Linked DNA regions of Rattus norvegicus: region 2 is linked to region 1. A link is a contact called in public Hi-C data. All regions are on one chromosome and are shown on one strand. The core of a region is the stretch at or near the end of the contact, and the rest is flanking DNA. Distances in the headings are between cores, read along the strand shown.

Region 1 (6,648 bases), core at 2,462-4,961:
CTGCCTTTTTATATGGGATTGGGGGGAAGAGAAAAGAAGGGAAGGAAAGGAGAAACAAGTATATTTATATATTATTTCTCATGGGGAAGAAAATGGAAACATCTTAAAGTAGACATTGAGAGCTGGCTGCTTTTTCTAGCCACATTTACTTTGACAGGTGTAGTTTTTGCCTTATTGTTAATATCCAGACAGGTTTCTATTACATCAGTAAAAAAAAGAGTCTTCAGTTTTGAACCAGGTTCACTGCCATGTAGGTGTTAGTGGGTGGTTTGTCTGCTATCTTGTGGATAGCAATAAGATTGGTACTAGCTGGGTTAAAGGCAAGTCACCACCTGGCTCTCCACCCAGAAAAGAGGCCACGGCTGTGACATTTGTCAGCCTAAGCCCGGAAAGACGATTTAAGTCAGGAGTGGCCAAGGCTTAAACATTTGTACAGAGCAGACAGCTGCAGAGGCCAGTGTTGGATTTGGGGATTTTTGCTCTTGTATACTGCCTGAACCAATCGCTCTCTGTGTAAGCTGAGAGCAAGGCAGCCTCAGGCTGAGAGTCTAGCTGGGAAGCCGCCTTAGGTATAAACTACCTGAAGACCAGCGCTGGGTTGGTCGGAACTCCAACTGCTTTTGATTTAAGGGACTTTAAAGGGACTTTACTATCTTTGGGGCTAGAGAGATGGCTCAGCAGTTAAGAGCACTTGTTGCTCTTGCAGAAGACCAAGGTTCCAGTTCTTAGCATCCATGTGGTGACTCACAACCATGTATAATTCCAGGGAATGGAGTGTGGTGCACTCACATTTATGCTGCCAAAACATTTCTATACGTAGAATAAAATCAATAAATTTAAAAATTGTTATCTCCAACTCAAGAATGCCCCCCCTCAAATATCACTCTTCAAACGATAAAATTGGGCAAGATTCCATTAGCAAAAGGACCTACTAAGTGGATGAGTGGGAACAGAAATCAAGGAGAGAAAAGTAAGGTAAAAACGTCACATCTTGGGTTGGGGATTTAGCTCAGTGGTAGAGCGCTTGCCTAGGAAGCGCAAGGCCCTGGGTTCGGTCCCCAGCTCCGGGGGGGGGGGGGGGGAGTCACATCTTTGAAATTCTGACAGACAACTGCTCTGCAGATGAATCTTAGTTTGGGGCTACACTAACCCCTAAACCATAGTCACATTCCAGCTCAAGTACAAATGCTGCTTTGAAGTATAAATTTGGACACACACACATAGATTCCCACATACAGAAAATGTTGATAATAAATGCAGAAATGGATGCTTCTGCAGCTACCAAAGAGCATAGGTTTTCCCAATAAAGACCTTGAGGAATTTCCCTACCCCACTCCTCTCTTCCTCTTCAGGAGACTGGACCCCCCCCCCCCATGGTGTCTCAGAAGAGAGAGAAGCTAGGGGAGCAAGCAAGATGCTTTTCTGATTGGTTCAGATCTGTAAACAGTGAAGCACTGCAGTGAGAAACGAACTTTTGTTTTTGCTGCATAAATTTACATAAACTTTCAGAGACCTGGCAAAACCAGGTGGGCTTTTCTATCCCGAGAGAAGACCTAGAGAGGTCTGTAAACCTATTACAGGAAAATTAAAAGCCCCTCAATGTGAAGACGGGCTAAAACAGAAGAGCCTTCTGAGTGACTAAGAAATACAAAAAGAGGGTGTGGTGGTTACTCCTTTTTAGAGAAAAGTCAATTCAAGGATACCATTTTCTGAGTGGTACTGCACGGAGTGTGCTTCTGCACAGCAGACAAACAGTGCAAAATGGCTGCCTCTCTGCAGTCTCTTCCCATCCCTCATTTCCCCGGGCTGAAAAGGCAAGCGGTAAGCTCTGCTTTTCTTTGGACAGAAGGCAGAAGATATTGAGGCAAACTGAGATTAGTTTTTCGGATGTTTTAAAATTGAACAATCTCTTTACCCACGTCCATATATATAGACCAGGGAATAAACATCAGCTTGTCCATTTACATGTGCAATAACATTGTTTAATTCACGGCTTAAGAATTCACATCCAGTGTCTGTCCTCCATATCTTTGGTGTTTGCTGAAACCTTGGATGCCTGGAAAGGCAAAGAGAAAAACATTTTTTAGTGGACTAGAAAAATTAGGGCCCACTGGCCTTTTCAAGGACTAAGAAGTTTGCTGACAGATGGTGGCAGAAAGCCTTTCGTTAAAATCATCCAAGGTCATCAGAACGTTCTCTTGGACACAAATGGCCTGCACAAAAGGATGTCAGAGTTTCCTACTTAAATAAGTTCACTTCCACTAGCTACTTACAGGGCGTAAAGATGTTTCTGAGAGAGAGCTTCAGCATCTCATGCAGATACTTAGAAACATCTTGCTAGATTGTTCTGAAAAGACTGAGCAGGGTGGTGGCCCCTTCCAGGCAGGCTTGGTCAGCAGTGCCCATGAGAGGAACCCACGACAGCATTGACTTTCGGGTGGGGCTCTCCAGGGAGCTTCCCACTGACAATAATACAAAGGTGAGATGACTTCAACCTTTGAGGAAGATATTTTTTTCCTAGATGTTCTTCTTTTCAAGAACAGAGAAAACCCCTTTTCTTCGCAGAACTTCATTAGACATTTTTCAGTAATCAAACATGGGGACAAGGGGCTGCAATGATTGAAGGAAGAGCACAGAGGATTAGTATTAACTTCCCCAATAAGCGAGATTGATCTTAGGACCTAAAGTGAGAGTAAGGAATTTAGGGGGAGGGGGTTAATAGATTAAAAACCCAACAGTGGGTGCTCAAAATGGTATTTCAGAGAGGTAGACAAGTATCCCAAACTATTAACAGCCCTTGGGATGGGTGGTTGCTCCCCCACCACAGAAACCCGCAGGAGGTGGGAGGGACCCGAATTTAGGTTGGAGCCAAGAGGGTAATGAATGTTCTCTCTCTCTCTCTCTCTCTCTCTCTCTCTCTCTCTCTCTCTCTCTCTCTCTCTCTCTCTCTCTCTCTCTCGGCCTATGCGGCCCTGTTTTCTGGGCAAATTATTGGGATGTGACTTTCCTGAAATGAATGGGTAAAAACTGAGAGTGCCCGACTTTCCTTCTGGACGAGTGTTTTTGTGAGGGAACAGAAGAGAGAAGCCAAGTGACCAACGTGGGGTGAGGGGGAGTGGGACTGGGGGGGGGGGGCGCTGTGGGATGACATCCTCGGAGCTTGAGCACTGCTTGCTTATTTTTCTCCCACATGGCGGACAATTGCACAGACGTTTCGAGCCAAAACAAAACAAAAATGCCTAGTAATTCCTAGAAGAGGTGTGTGTTTCTGGTTGTGTGTGTGTGTGTGTGTGTGTGTGTGTGTGTGTGTGTGTGTGTGTGTGACAGAAAGACACAGCGAGGGAAGAGAGAGAGAGAGAGAGAGAGAGAGAGAGAGAGAGAGAGAGAGAGAGAGAGAGAGAGAGAGAGAGAAGAAAGGGATTCCGAAGAGAAAGGAAAGGGAAAGAAGCAAGATAAAAAAGAGGAGTGGTAGTAAGGAGAGAGAGGAGAATGAGGAGAAAAAGAGAACAGGAAAACATGGCGCTTGCGAGCTGTATGTGCAAAATCCGCAAGGAATTGCAGTAAATTCCTTTTTGTTTGAAGAAAATTTACAACTTGGTAATAGACCTTTTTATGACCTATTTGCGGTCGTCATTGGCTGCGGCTGGTCATGTGCAGGCGCCGCTCGCCTTCACGGCCTTTTTCCTGATTTCCCAGGCGAATTTGCCCCCGCATTCTGCTTTCCCAGAGCCTCACCCCCTCTTTTTCTAACCTTTGTCTCTGCAGAGGTGGGCTCTAGTCGCCGGCTGCGGGATCGCGTGGTCCGCAGCGGCCTGGGCTCCCGCCGCGACTCCACGGCACCTCGCCCCGGGTCGCGATCAGGGCCGCCTCCGGAGTCGGCGGGGAGCCCGGAAGGAGCCCCGGGCGCCGAGCCACCCGCAGCCGCTCACACTCCTGCGGAGAGCCGACCGCCTGCTTCCACAAGGCGACCCGGGCCGCGCACTTCCCACCGGACCCCTTCAGCAACATGAGCCCAAACCTGCGGCCGACGGTAAGCGCAGCCCCGCAGCGCCGGATGGATCCCAGCGGTGGCCCGGGCCGACCGACCGCAGCTCCGCACCCTCCGGGTAAGAGCCGCCCTACTGGCGCCCGAGCTGTCTCCACCACAGCCTTGGCCAATGGGTGCCACTTCCCCTGCTCCCTGCATTATCCAAGAGCCTGGGGATCGCTCTCTGCATCCCCGTCCTTAATGTACGTCCCTTGGGGCTCGAAGTAGGGTCTCGCTAGGCTCAAAAGTGCATAGGGGACTGCTTCGTTCCCACCCCCCGCCCTCCACCCCAGAGATCTCTTGACTTGGAAACCCGCAGACTTGGAACCCCTCCCCCAATCCGCCCTGAGAAGAATGTGCAAATGGTCTCTGGACTCCTTGGCATGGCTGGGGGTGGGGGTTAGTAAGGGTTTCGGATGTATAGGATATTGTGTTTCTGTGGTTTGATGGTGGTCAGAGCTACCCTAGGTTAACAGGTGTTTTTCGAGGATTGGGGCGTGGGTGGGGGTGGGGCGGCTTCGGTGTATTCAGGGTGTGTTTCACGGGTGAGGCCAATTTTTAGGACCTAAGTTTATTGGGCCTTGTGTATAAAGACGCTGTAGTTATTTTCAAACGTTTCTCTAATTTTTAAGGAGAAAATGATAATAACCCAAGCTAGGTTCCTCCTACATCCAATAGTGTGTCAGGTGAATTTGGACTTTTTTCTGTCACGAATTGGATGTTTGTCATGGGAAGTAATATCAGAAAATCTGGTACAGGTTTTAGGATAAAACCAATAGATATTTGAGAAATGCGAGACATTTCGAAGTTCAAACATCGCGTGTGTTTCTCATTTGTCAGAGTAGTGAAAGAGTAGATCTTTTTGCTTTCCAAATGTCTTGTGGTTTTTTTTTTTTTTTCATTTTCCAATAAACACCACACAGCAATCTTTCCCTACTTTGAAACTACTGAACCAAAACGCACAGGAAAAAAAGAAAAAGAAAACCATTGCAGGACATAATGTTGTTTTCCTCCCCAGAATTTTGGATGATATTTGATGATGCATTTTGAAGCCCCTATTTTCTGTTCCTTTGTGAACACACAGGGAAGCATTGAGACCTTAGACAATCTGCCGCATTGCGTATGAGACTGCACACGGTGGTGGGCTACATTCCCCAAAATGCCTAATCCACAAATTCTTATTGTTTGCTCAAACACTCCAGTATAACAGTGTTGACTGTACAAATATTTGGGAACAATAGGTGGTACATTTGTAGAAAGGTGTTTTTAGTAATTAAAGATAGAATCACTCTCATTTCAAAATGGAGGAACAGTTGATGTCTGCAGAATTGTGCTGGGTCAGTAACTCTGAGGGCTCACTGTCTCTGGAGTGGGTTTTTGGTTTTTATTTTCATCTTATTCCGAGTGTCTGTATCTTGTAAGCAGTTCCCCACTACACAGCGTTGACACCTAGAGCATCCTCTGATAGTGAGAGGAGGCATTCCCTTTTGAAAAGCAAGCCCTTGACAGGCCCTGCAGCTAGTTAGGTCCATTGACGTTGGGTGGGGCTCAAACACTTGATGGTCTGAGGCTGGGTGGGGCTGGGGGTGGACTTGGAGTTCTGAGGCTGGGTGGGGCCATGGGCTTGAGGTTCTGCTGTCCAACTTGTAGATTTGGGGTTTCAGCTGTTTTTTCCTGGGTTTGGTAGCCCAGTCTGCTTCGGTGACTAACGTGGTTCTTTCTGACGGTGTAGAGGAAGGTGATGCCATGCACAGACATGGAGGGTCAAGGGTATCTTTGTAAGCCTCCTGGTCATATTAAACGCTTATTGGAAAGAAATGGTTGGTTGCATCCTGAGAAATAAATGTTTGGGAAATCGCACATTTTCTCTACAAGGAAAGGATAAGAGGTTGGCACCGCCATAACTGCCTCCATTGTCTCTGCGAACCTAACAACAGAAAATAAATTAAAAAGAGAGAAAAAGAAACGAAATGTAAAGGTTATTCGGAGCCTAAGAGCTCAGAGGTTTGTGGGCAAACTCCCAGCGTCCCAGGTCCAAAGCTCTATTTATAGACTGGGGAGCCAATGTTCTGGCCTTGGTGCTTCTTGTGTGGACACAAGAGCTGGGACTGCAGTCTCCAGAAAGACTAGGGGGGAAAAAAAGCAAAGTTCGCTATTGCAAACGTAGCCAAGAAAACTGGCTTCAAACCAACCGTCTTTTTCCTATCATATCTTTCTACTAAAACGTGTATTTTGCCAGAATTCTGTTCTCTGAGCCCAAGAGGCAGGGGAAACCGGAACAAAGACAGTATTTCACCCTGGGCTGGCAGGCAGCTGTTAGAGGTGTTTACGGCCTTGTCGCAGTGCGGAGGCTTGCGAGGGTACTCAGGGGCACCGGAAACTGTGGAGAAGCAACCAAGAATTCGGAATTCCGATTTAAGTCCAATTTAGGTGCACTTTTTCTCGGAAACGATAAAAATAGATACCATTGTCTCAAAGGAAAGTATCTCCTAGACTTGATAGCTTTGCAAAACTAAAGGAGAAATTATGCCCTCTAAGCCCAGGGTGGCGTTCCCCCTCTACATTAACAGATGACAGGGGGAAGCTGCACCCCATATGTGAAAATTCTGATCCGAATACAA
Region 2 (6,378 bases), core at 3,852-6,351, 270 kb after region 1:
GATACAGCATCTGTGGCTAATTTTGACCTTGTCACCCACTTTTATTTTTTGAGATTTCTGAAAAACCATTAGATAACTTTTTGTGAAAACAAAAACAAGACTTGAAGGAAAATCTCCTCCTTAGCTATCTCCACGAGAATTCTTGAGATTTAAAGTTGTGATTACATGTGAAAAAGTCTGACCATACTCTGAATTATTAATTCATATTGATGTCCCATCAATCAGGGCAGTGCATTTATAGTTAGCTGTAAGGTAGAGTCAGGCAGCCTAATTGGCACTCTGGAAGCAAGGATGCTCAGACAGGGCACACAGGCACATGTGCCCTCCAGACAGCATTCGTCCCAGTGACCCTAGATAGCTTGTCATCCCAGCGCTAGACTTTAAGAAGTGGAGGAAGACCCCTGCAGAAGTGAGGAGGACCCTTTATCTATGGCTGTATCACTAACCTGCCAAGGCAGAGCAGTATGAGGCAATAACCATCATCTACCACCATCTGATCCTTGGTTTGGTAGTTTGCACTTGGTTCAGTTAGCTGACTCTTCTGTTTGAGGTCTCTGGTGAGGCCACCATTAGTGGGCAGGTTTGTTGGGGTCTAGCTGGTGGAGGCTGGCCTCATTTGCATATGAAAAGATCTCTGGGGTGGCATAATGTTCATCTCCTCTTTCTGTTTGGGTTTTTATATCCCCAAAATGCTGCTCTGCAGCTCAGTGCCGCTGGTGGCTTCAACAGGGTGAACATGGAAGCTTCAAGACTGCCAGTGGCCTGGGCTTGCTCAGATCTGCCAAATGGTCTCGGTCAACGTGAATCTACATCCAGTCCTAATTCCAGGAGAAGGAATATGGATGCTACTTCTTATGTCTTCGAGAGAGGCTGCAAATAACGTGTGGTCCTGTTTCACCTGGAGGTTTGGACCATGAGGAAAGCAAATGCTCCTGTTGGGGATAGAGAGGTGGAGTGAACCCAGGGAATGGTCTCTCCTTTTACCCCAGCATGCAGAAGGCTGCTGTCCATAGACAGAACAATGTTTTCAGATTCTGGTCTGATGTTACTCTCGAACCTCTATTTCGGCTGTTTCCTTACACTTGGAAGCTGGAATTACTTTAGTGTGGCCCCTAACACCTCTCATGGCTTTCCTATCAATAAGCCTTCCTCCTGACATTTCCATGATCCATTATACTTCGTGTTTTGACGAATTGAAAATCCCGTTTGGAAGAGATCAACAAGATGTGTAGAACCATCTCCTGCCCTCTAATTCTAATCCACTGGGTTAAAAAGGATGAGTGGTTTACATGGCTTCTCCCAGGACATCCTCATCTAGGTTATGAGACCTCCAGTATTGACGTGTCCTTAGTATGTTCTACACACTATATGGAGGGCAGTCTCCTGTTTCTCCTCCACAGATCAAGACTTCCCTGAAGGAAAATAAAACAAACATAAACAACAACAAAAGCCATGCATCATCCTCTGTGGCTCTGAGCCCAGTGTAGGCACACACTGTAACCTCGAAATGTGAAGACTTGGATTGGATAATAAATTGTCTGAGTTTTATCTCTTAATCATTTTGATAAAAAAATCTTCAATTGCTTTTTGAGGGACTCTGAGATGTTTAAGTACAAGACCACCTACCATAGAGCAGTTTCTGGGATGGTGGGGAGGTCCTTAGAGAGCTCTGGAACTCCTCTCATTTCTAATGCCTTCAAGGCCTAGTTTTTCATTTGTATCTTTTGGAGTACTTTGATTCTAATTAGTGTACATTTCTGTTGGACTGGGGAGAAACCCTCAAGAAGTGAGGAAGAAGGCTGTTAAAGTCTCACTTGAAACTTGACTATATGGCCACGAGAACCCCAAGGACAGCACACGAGTGGAACTTCCTGGAGGACTTTACTTATCTGTAGTGATCTGAGGAAATGGCGCCCACCTCGGGCAGTGATGGCTCTGGTCGTTCTGTGAAGCCGACTGGCAGCCTTTCCCCCATGCCACCTCTGTTCCAGGAGGTTCAGTGAGTGGGTGAGAACACTGCAGGAAGAAGTGATGAACTGGGGGTGGGGGGATGAGAGGGGCAAGGGAAAGGGGAAGGAAGGGGCTAACCTACTCCATTGCTGTTGTCCAGAGCCTGGTCCATTTGAGCCTCCCCTTACCATCTCTTTGTTCCGCGGGTCTCAAGGGCAGACTGTATGGCTTCCTCTTGCACACATTAAAGAATGTTGGCTCTGGAGGTGGAATATCGAACTCGAAGCTCTGTAAACCTTGCAGATTTCAGCCCATAACCGATTTTCTAATAGCACACTCAATCTTTGTTTTCCTTTCACCCCCTCCCTGGATCGATATTGATCATCAAATGTTTCTGTGTGTCTCTCAAGAAAGAGTTGAACTTGCTTCTTGTTTGACCTCACTTGGGGGACTGGTTGAGAAGATTTTGCTCTTAGGATACCACAGACTAAGTCCCTACGGAAAATGGGTCTAAATGAAACGGAAACAAGAATCGCCGTCTTCCAACACAATCTACACAGAGCTAATCTTTCAAAGACCTCATCCAGATCATGACCCTGCGATGCAGATTCTACAAGAATGATCCTGAGATGGAGAAAGAGTGCTGAGGGTGAGGAAACTGACTCAGCGAGGTTTATAGGCCGTGGTCGAGACGGCTGGAAATGCTTGAATTCTGGTGCTCGCTGCCTCCATAAATGGGTGTTGAGAGTCAGTATATACACGACCAGCAATCTCCTCTCACTACCAATTTCTGTCGAGCATCTAATGAGTACCAGAGACATTTGATATACTAGGTGAATTTGGATACTACTACTACTAGTACACACACACACACACACACACACACACACACACACGAGAGAGAGAGACAGAGACAGAGAGAGACAGAGACAGAGAGAGACAGAGAGACAGAGACAGAGACAGAGAGAGACAGAGAGAGAAGAGGGGGATACAGCAGTTGGTGAAGTATTTGGATTTAAGCTTCAGTCTTCCTGGGTTCTAATTCTGACTCTGCTTTAATTTATCACTGTGTGATAACACAAGAGAGTAGAGGCCCCTGCTCAGAGAACTTACCATTTTCACAGTGCCCAGGACAGTGTGAGAAACCACTCGGCTTTTATGAGAGTTTGATTAATAATTCAATTAGCTTTTCAAATGTTCCTGAAATAGTGTAGAGTGAAACCTTGTAGGCAGCAAGAGCTGGCTATGCAATAGTCAGCCCAGCAAGAAAATCTTTATAAGAAAATGAAAAAAAAAAAACCCACCCACCTATCAAATGAAAAATCCATAGCGGAGTTTTAAATGAGAACACTGCCCAAATGTGTCTTCTGAGCTGTGAAGCATAATGCAAGGAGCTAAACCGTCTAATCGTATTTGAAAGAAAAAAAAATACATACGTTATTTAAAATATTTAGTTAGGTGTAGTTGTGCCTGCCTGTAATCTCAGTATTGGGGAGTCTGAGGCAAGAGATTACAATAGAGCCATTGTGAGCCTCAGATTACTGATTCTGGGTTCCAGGGCACCATTCTGTATGCTCCTAATTTATTTGTTTTAAAGATGTTTTAGGCCTGTATAAAATGGGGCTAATTGTTTTGAATAATGAGTGGGCTACTTGTTTTAATTATTCACAGGCTGGAGAAAAGAGGGTCTTTCCCACACATACCCACACTGTCAAGTGACACTGTTCATCCTGGAGAAGTTAAAACAGAGGGCCACTTTAATACTGCCGCCTATGTGCACGCCCATGTGCGCAGTTGGTTCAGGCTTTTATGAGACGGTCTAGGAATTCCTTGTGCTTTTTCAGTTGGCCACGAAAGCAGGCAAGACCATCTTTTAACTTTTGTGGTCATGCGTTCAACCTTCCTCACAACCCACATTTAATTTCATTGACTGTCTTTTCTTTTTTCTTCAGATTTTGCTTTTAATCCTTGTCACAAGAGCCGCCTCCCATCAAAATGTTCATTTTCATTAGAGATGGGAGGAAGATTTCTCGGAGGGGAGTGTCTGCTTTGAAGGAAGAAGCAGAGGGTTAGAGAAATCAAAATGCCAATTATGCGTAAGGTCGGCTGGTGAGGAGCAAAGCTATATATAAAGGCCACAGAGTTTACTGCAAAAGGGTGCCCCCTGCTGGAGGTCCCTTCAATTGCGTCACCTCGAGGCTCAGTTCAGTTCGTAACCTAAAGCAGCTGCCTTTCCCAGTGCCAACTCAGATTCTCTGCAGATGTTTTCTTATGACCCATCCAAATGCTTGCTAAATATCATCTGTTAATTCCCCCAAACATCCTGGGCCTAGTTCTTTTATGTGTAACTCGATTCAAGGTCTTAAAATAGATGACAGCAAAAATTAAAAAAAAAAAAAAAGTACCACAAAGGTACAATTGCCATGAATATCAACACATGACCCCATGCAGTAGGACTCCAATCTTAAAGGACATTCCAGCTGTTTTGTGCCAAGTGGAAGTAAGGCATGGGGCTATCATTCCTGGTCTTTAACTTTTGATCATAGGATTTCAATGAACCACTATATATATATACATATATATGTATATATATATACTGTGTGTGTGTGTGCGTGTGTATAGATATATGTGGTCTCAGTCACCCTCCTTCTATCCCCTAGTAAGCCACCCCCACCCCCGTACCCTCAAGCAGGACTTCAGTACAATTGGATGGAGGTAAAATTGCTGTTGTCCGTGTCCCTCCCTTTGTGGGTGAAGGCTGACCGTCCTCTGCTGCTGGCTGGTACAGGCTTCATTTGATAAGGGAATTCACACTCTTCCAAAGATTGTTTGCCATGTAAAATGAGGTCCTTGGATAGAAAAAGAAAAAAAAATATTACTGCAAAAAGAAGGATTTCCTCCCGGTAAAATAGTTGTTATTTGGGGAAATGGTGTAGCCCACCCATCAAATCACACACCAGGATTCCCCTTGGAAAGAGGATCGGTTGCCATGGTAACCAAACCTCCAGCAGTTTCCCTCAAGACAGTGGAGACCGGTTCTGGGAGGAAATCTGGAGATGGCAGAAGTCCACTGAGAGGCGGAAGTCCACCAAAGAGGTCCCAGGTCGTCACCACACCCACGGGTTCCTAGCAGCATTAGGGAAGCAGCCTAGGGACCAGTTGTGGCTTTGCTCCAGGATACTAGGAGCAGGCAGCTGGGTTGGGAATCCTTTGTGCTAAGGGAGGTCTGCCGAAGACAAGCAGCCTCTGATTATAGGATGTTTCATCAGAGCAGCTGCAAGCCATCAGCTCCTGACTCAGTGCCTTTCTGAGGGTCCACCCTAAGGAACTTTCCAAGCTGTGTGTACTGAACTTTATTGGGAAGGCTCGACTACTGTCAGGGTTCTTTTAAAGGGGAAGGCAGACTAAACCGCCATTGTGTTTTTCAAAACAACCTTCAGTTAGGCAGGTGCTTTCCTCAGCCCGGCAGTGTCTCACCTGGGAAACTGACTGCACTCCCCATCCCACAGCTACTATGTAAGAAACTCTAGGTAGGACCCACTCAATGGTGTTTTTGCAAACGTTCTGGGTCTTTTTGGTGCACGCCAAAGTCTTAGACTCACGGAAGTGATGAGAAGTCTGTGATAGAGTTCTACTAGGACATGTGAGAGGAATGACAAGGGCTGAAAAGGCAACTCCAGTGACTTCAACCTCCTGAGACCAAAGGCAAGTTCTTGATGCTTATCGCCTGTTGCCTTCCTCCTCTTCCGGGAGTTATCACGTCCTCAGTGTCTCGTTGAATCCAGACAGACATGAATACTGTTCGAATCGTAGATATCAGCCTATGGAGGGCTACAATTTGCTTAAAGGTTGGACTCTCCATCTCCTAAGCTCTCTGTAGAGACACTGAGGCTCTCTAGAGAGCTTTCTAATATCCTGTACATGGTATCCAGCTTTAACTTCAGGGAGATTCTCCAGGAAACTAGTGCGAGACGCCGTGGGCTTTTGAAGAGAGCATTGTAGTGTGGATGCTCATCTCCCATTACGCATAGTTTGAAGAGTGCTAGGCACAGCTCCCTTGGAGTATAAGGACTTGAATGACACCCACCACCAGTGGAGGTTACCTACTGAACACATCTGGCACACTAGTACTTCTACTGACTCTCAGCACACCCCCCACAGCATACAGTAGGGATTAAGAGATGACGCTAATGAGAAGTAACTCAAACAAATTCCTAAAGCTAGGGAGTGTTCTCTTCAGCATCACAACTCCTGATGGTCTAGTTCCAAGAACCATGGGTAGCTACAGCCTCCCTTATATGCTCGTATATGGGCTACCTCCTTCCTAGATCTGCAGAAGTCACTTTGTTTTGGTGCTGGGACTTAAGCCCAGGGACTTGTATATTGGAGACAAAAATGCTACCACTGAGCTCTGCCCACAGTCTGGCT

Evidence for each region. Hi-C and Micro-C count contacts between places; a contact is called where the count stands out from the background.
Region 2: a Hi-C map of kidney shows a contact between it and region 1, with 6 times the contacts expected there. The contact joins the enhancer-like site here to the promoter of Hoxd4 in region 1. A contact is called at or near these places in 12 of 12 Hi-C or Micro-C datasets (the A7r5 cell line, the Rat2 cell line, Schwann cells and 7 more).

What each region holds. Positions count from the first base shown.
Region 1 is chr3:80,018,175-80,024,822 of GRCr8, forward strand. It overlaps Hoxd4 (homeo box D4), which reads left to right and starts at 3,712. Exons shown (of 6, transcript NM_001105885.2): 1 at 3,712-4,106. LOC120101573 (a long non-coding RNA gene) reads right to left here and starts at 4,269. Exons shown (of 2, transcript XR_005502242.2): 1 at 3,752-4,269; 2 at 1,961-2,056.
Region 2 is chr3:80,283,915-80,290,292 of GRCr8, forward strand. No RefSeq gene overlaps it. Among named protein-coding and RNA genes, the nearest start is that of Mtx2, 150 kb to the left of the region's middle. Within about 2 kb of position 5,102, at least 4 of the 93 cell types and tissues checked have an H3K27ac peak or open chromatin away from gene starts, as enhancers often do.